Regions from separate parts of the Gossypium hirsutum genome. Here region 1 is linked to region 2. Evidence: chromatin contacts called from public Hi-C data. All regions are on one chromosome and are shown on one strand. The core of a region is the stretch at or near the end of the contact, and the rest is flanking DNA. Distances in the headings are between cores, read along the strand shown. Region 1 holds the start of LOC121232335 (U11/U12 small nuclear ribonucleoprotein 59 kDa protein). Region 2 holds the start of LOC107952941.

The links. Hi-C and Micro-C count contacts between places; a contact is called where the count stands out from the background.
Region 1: a Hi-C map of leaf shows a contact between it and region 2, with 2.6 times the contacts expected there. The contact joins the promoter of LOC121232335 here to the promoter of LOC107952941 in region 2. A contact is called at or near these places in 2 of 34 Hi-C or Micro-C datasets (both in leaf).

Annotation. Positions count from the first base shown.
Region 1 is chrA07:31,858,944-31,862,044 of Gossypium_hirsutum_v2.1, reverse strand. LOC121232335 (U11/U12 small nuclear ribonucleoprotein 59 kDa protein) reads left to right here and starts at 1,633. Exons shown (of 9, transcript XM_041118101.1): 1 at 1,633-1,873; 2 at 2,014-2,167; 3 at 2,260-2,584; 4 at 2,693-2,776; 5 at 2,926-2,991. The coding sequence starts at 2,016.
Region 2 is chrA07:31,123,876-31,126,862 of Gossypium_hirsutum_v2.1, reverse strand. LOC107952941 reads left to right here and starts at 1,254. Exons shown (of 5, transcript XM_016888150.2): 1 at 1,254-1,726; 2 at 1,992-2,987. The coding sequence starts at 1,612.

The DNA.
Region 1 (3,101 bases), core at 384-2,883, 730 kb before region 2:
ATGCAAAAAAAATCAATTTTTACTTATTTATTCCATTGCCAAAAATTCTAATTCTTTTAATATTGAAAATTTGAATTTCAAAACATCAAAATAAATTGTTTGAATTTTTTTTCCATTGATAATGTCAACCAATTTATTACTATAATATTTAAATTAATTAATTTAATCTCCTTTTATTTTTTTTAAAATTTGAAATTAACTAAATCAACTGAAATAACTCATATTTAATAATTTTTTACAAAACTTAAATTCATTTTTATTATATAATCTCGAATCTTCCTAAAAGTAAATGAAAATATCCTTAATTAATTGTTTGTTATTCATTTGGGTAAATAACTGATGAAAAAATTATAAATTTTGTTTGGCATGATAAAATTAATCAATTAAACTAATTGCAATGATTTTTTTTTACTTTTAAATTAGTACTGAAGATTCAAGATCATATAGTGAAAAAATTTTGAATTTTGTAGGCAACTATTAAAGACAATAATTTTCATTGATAATTTTTTAAAATAAATTCAAAACATCAAAATAAATTAAATAAATTGTTAAAAAAATTATCCATAGGAGGTGACAACTGATTTGTTACAATAATTTTGAATCTTAATCATTAGAATTTTATATTTCAAAGCCCAAATCTAGAATTTTCGACAATGAGGTAAACAAATACAATTTGACAAATTTTGTGTATTATTTTAATTTCTATCACTTTTTCACTTTAATCCTTGATTTTTCTTACCCTGATTAATACTTAAAAAAGATATTTTTTGGGTGACCAAAATAAAAGCAATCTACAAGTTGGGTGACCAAAATGAAAGTACAAATATGATGTGGAGTGTACAGTTAACCATTGTTAGAGAATTAATGCTTGGGTGATTAAAATAAAAGTGCCCTGAAAGTTGGGTGACCAATTTGCAAGGATTTCATTTTGGGACTAAAATGAAAGCAGCCTAAAAATTGGGTGACCGACTAGATAGTTTACCCAATTTCACATTTATATTTGGGCTCAAATTATGTCATAAACCTGAGACGATGAACCCCTTCTAAGGCTGTGTTTAGTATTGTTTTTTAGAAGTACTTTTGACATGAAAAATACTTTTGAAACAAAAGTAATGCTAAACAAGTAAATTTTGAAGGAAATTTTTGGTTGTTTAAGAACACTTTTCCAAAATAGAGAACCGAAGGCATCCCCCTCTTTCAAGAGGATTCGCGGCATGTCAAGCCCTGGTAAGGTTCTTCCCTTTACATTGAATTAAACCACATGCTCCAGTGCTTGTGCGGGCCCCCGTCAATTCTTTTGAGTTTCATTCTTGCGAACGTAATCCCCAGGCGAGATACTTAAAGTGTTAGCTACAGCACTGCACGGGTCGATACGCACAGCGCCTAGTCTCCGTTAAAATTTTTAACTTTTTTCTCCCAAAAGCACTATTAATAATTTAATTACGTTTTCAACCTCCAACACCTTCTCTGATTAATTACTTAAAAAATATTTAAAATTAAATTTTCATATATTAAAATATTAACAATAAATTATAATAAATTATTTTCTATAATCTTATTAAAATATTAATTTAAATATTATTTAATTACTTATTTATTACTTTATAATATAAAAAAACTATTATTTTTAGAGTATTACTAAATACTTTTAAAAAAATATTCCCGAAATCAGTTTTCCAGAGAAGTTTTAAACTCACTTTTCAAAAACAATCCTATAAAGAGTCTCATTTTTAATTGATCCCACTTAAATCCCGTAAATGTTTGGTGTTTCCTCCAGATCCTTACTTTTAGCGCCATCTTTCGTCCCAAAATCTCGTGTCTTTGTGCTAGGGTTTGAAGTTAACAATTCTTCAGAAAGAAAAATATAAAGCAGGTACGAGTTTTGATATTCTTTCTGTTTTATTGTTTTCCTTATATGAACCCATCTCTAATTTGAATAAAACCTCTAGGTATCCTGTTATTAATTCACAGTGTTGATCTAATCATTGAATCCAATTTTTTAATCATATTTAGCAATGAATCCGGTTCACTTCCAACCCGCGCCGCCTCCACCTTGGTTCCCAATGTTACCGCCGGAACCTCCGAATTCGAGTACATTTTGGGAGACCAGAAATGTGCGTGATCGCCTTAGAGAATTGCAAGATACCCTCAATCTTGCCAACGCCGTGTATGTTAGTTTTGTTTTCTTATATAGTTCGCTAATATCAACTATAAGTGCCGTATGCCTTTGAATTTCCTTTTAACTGCGAGTAAAATCAGTTTGTTCCTTAGGCAAAAGGAGTTGGAAATACTGACGATGATAAAAGATGGGTCGATGGACCCTTCTGTTTCTGAGTTCTTGAAGTATCTAGAAGATAGGAGGATTGATTTGGAAACTCAAGAGCTACTGTCTTTGGAAGCGGCGAATGCATTGATGTCAAAGCTAAGAGCTCAGTTAGAGCCCTTTAGATATGTTGCAGATGAAGGGATCCCGTGGGAGGAGAAATCAGCAGTAGCTAGACTGACCAATAAAATTAAGAAGTCTAAAAGGAATAACCTTTGGAGGAAAAGAAAGCGGAAACGAATTGCAGAATTGCTTGCAAAGGTTGTTTTTCTTGGTTTCTCATTGTAAGGTTTCTCCTTATCTTTCTTTTTTTCCCCTATTGGCCTGTGTGGGAAATGGCTAATATTTTCAGCTTGTTATGCATGTTAGGAGCATGAACAATTTGATCAAGCTGACCGAGAAGCTGATGAGTGGAGAGCTAGGGAGATTGCCAAGGACATTGCCAGCCGGAAGGTACTTGTTGTGTTCTAGGAGGGTTTTCTTGCTATGAACATACTGACAGATTTTCGTCGATTCTTCCATTAGATGCCAAGAACTCAAAAGTCCTTTTTTCTCTTGTTTTTGTAAGTTCACTTGGTAATGACTACTAAGTTGATTTGCAGGTCGAAAAGATGAAGGAAATAGCAAAGCTTAAAGCCAAGGAAGAAAAAAAGAGACTGGAATCTGAGGTAAAGGATTTGAAAAACGACATGTTTCTTTCATCTATGCTGTTAGTTTATACTTATATTGTCGACTTTACAGTTTGGTGGCAACATAACAGTTTGATTGTAAAAACCTC
Region 2 (2,987 bases), core at 5-2,504:
TCTCCCCTGTCCCTTATAAAAGTACTGGGAAAATAAAAGAAACTTGTCCCAAAACTTCCCATTATTACGTTTTAAGTAAGAGCATGCAATGAGAAATGTGCAACATTGACAGCATGGGACCACATCCCCTGGTTTAGCTGACGGACTTCTGCTATATTAAATAATTGAATTATTCATCAGATTAATGATTTGTTATTTGCAGTTATTATTAAATTTTCAACTATTAAAATAGAAATACAAAAAATTTGATAAAATGATGGCTTACCTATTCAACATTTTATTGAATATTGTCCATTTATCATTTTCAAATATTTTACTAAAAATTCTATATAAAAGGGCTAATAACACTATCGAGTAAATATAATTCTGTATAATATTTGTTATAAGCATATGTTAAAGGGCAAACAACAATGAGATGTTTCAGAGTTGGAATAGATTTTCGCAGTTTCCTTCACTCTTCACAACCGACAAATCACTGCTTTTCCTCTTCTTCTCTCTTTGGTTGCATTAATTGTACAACCTTAATACCATAATTTCTTAGTCCAAATAAAATTAGAAAGATAAAAATCAAAAATGGAAAATATAATTCTGTTCTTATAGGTGTATTTTAAAGAAAAGATAGGAAAACTAAAAAAAATTGTAATTTTTTAAATTAAAATAAGATAAGAAAATAAAATGTTTAAAAAAATCATAATTTTAAATTAAAATACACATTCTTATCATCATGTCAATTTGGAATTATTGATTTTTATACATTAAAATAAAAAATGATCATCTCTCTTAATTTCTTTCATCTCACTTTTCGTTTGTATCAAATAAACTCAAAACCAGATTAATGATCAAACCGATAAGTTTATTATCAAATTGATTTGATTGATCCATATAATTTGATTAAATAAAAAATTAAAAATAAATAAAATTAATTTTTAGTACATTTCGTATTTGTTCGCAAGTCAATTAATTTAATTTTTTTGAATTTATATTCTAATCAATTCTAAGGAGTCGAGCTTAAAAAAAAGTCAAGAAGCCGTACAATGGCAAAAAATATATATAAATATTGTAATTAAATTTACCGTAATTTATTTAATTAATAAAAAATTCAAAACTTGAATGTGTGAAACTTTGAAGCCGTACAATGTCAAAAAATTCAAAGCTCCAAATCTTTTAACACGTAACCTCCACATTAACAACATCGTTAAAAGATAATAGTTTAATCAACATTTTCTTTAAAAGTATGAATATTCTTTATTTTTCATACAACTTTGGGAAACTATCATGTAATCTGGGTTTCTTTTGTTTATATGTTTGGTCTCTGAGAAAACCAACAACAACCCAGCAACTTGGCTTTTAAAAGGAAACTTATGAGAACCGTCAATTCAGCTTCCTTTTCTTATTTTTCCTCCTTAGCTCTCCATTTCTGGGTTCCCAAAGTTGGCTTCATATAAATATATGAGTAAGCGAGTTTGTTGATGCTGATGGCTGTTGCCAAGAGTCGTGAGGGGATATTTTAGCTCTTAAAAGAAAAGAAATGGTTTAAGCAAGTAAATTGCTTCTGGCGTGACGTCGTTTTCTATAATTTTGGCGTGTTGGGACCCTGAATGACTTAAAAAAATGACCGAGTCAACCAAAGTAAGGTTGGTTTTGTGTCCAAAGTGCGAAAACCTTCTTCCAGAACTTGCAGAATATTCTGTTTACAAGTGTGGTGGCTGCGGTGCTGTTCTTCGAGGTACTTTTCTCTCTTTATGTTTTTCTTTATTTTACTACTTTTTTTGTTTGGCTGATGAGAAAGTTGTTGAACCCAAGAGACACAAATCTGTCTCTACCCTCATCCTGTCATGTATCTGTGTTAACTTGAAATTTTGCTTATTAGAGTAGTTTGAAATAATTTAAGGCTTTGGATTCCAGTTTCCTGTTTTAGTTCGGTCCTTTTGCAATCAAATGAGCATAATTTCTTGCATGAAATTGATAGTGGAATGTTGTTTGATTAACAGCAAAAACTGAGAATTGTGAACCAGAAACTTCCTCTGAGAAGTTGGAAGAAGACAGGCTCGGCCAAGTTCCTACCAAGTTCCGTATTTTTTCGGAGAAGGATATAGTAGACTCATGTGATGCGGGTGGTAAATCAACCGCTGGCTCTTTCAGGTGTGATACAACTAGGAATGAACCTAAACTTGCTGCTGATAAGTGCTGTGTTGACAAAGGTAATGATATTAGTGCAAATAAGGATGAGGTGGTAAATTTAACTGGAACAGGAAACCAGAGTTTCGATTCCAAATTTGGGCATACTGGTGGATCACAAATACTGGGAGACGTTCCTGATTGGGAAGCTGGGAAGCAAGAAGAGATGGAGGGTTTTCCGAGAATTCCAAGAGATGTTACCGAAGACCATCCGGATGAAGGCCCATCAAACCGCCAGTTAGATGCTTCTTATGGGTTGCAGGCTCAAACTGACCAGGATGGTTCTGGTAGAATTCTCCTCGAAGAAGATCGAGCTATGCTTCTGAGGAAGCTAGATGAGATAAAGGAGCAACTTAGTAGGTCCTGTAATGTGGTAGATAAACCAAAAGATAAGGTTCCACTTGATGGGAGGGTTGCTCCTCCAGAGTCATTTGGTGGTGTTGGTTCCTGGTTTCCAAATGGTTCTTCCGCATCACAAAACCCTTCATTACCTTTCTATGGACCTGATGAAGATGGTTCTAGGGCAGGAACCTCTTACTTTGCTCAGTTTCCAGAATCGGATGCTTATCCTGTTGCGAATGCAATGACTCCACATGGACGGCATCCTCGAATGCTTGATCCAAATCATGTTCCTGCATATTTTGGACCCCGAGTGCTTGGAAGAACCTCGCATCAGTTGCCAGGGGAATACCAACAGCTGCCGCCACATCCATACTTAACTAGACAGTACAATGGAAGTGATCATCACCAATTCATGCCATACCCGCAAAGTTCAGTGTTGCATCATGCTTCTTGTTCTTGTTTTCACT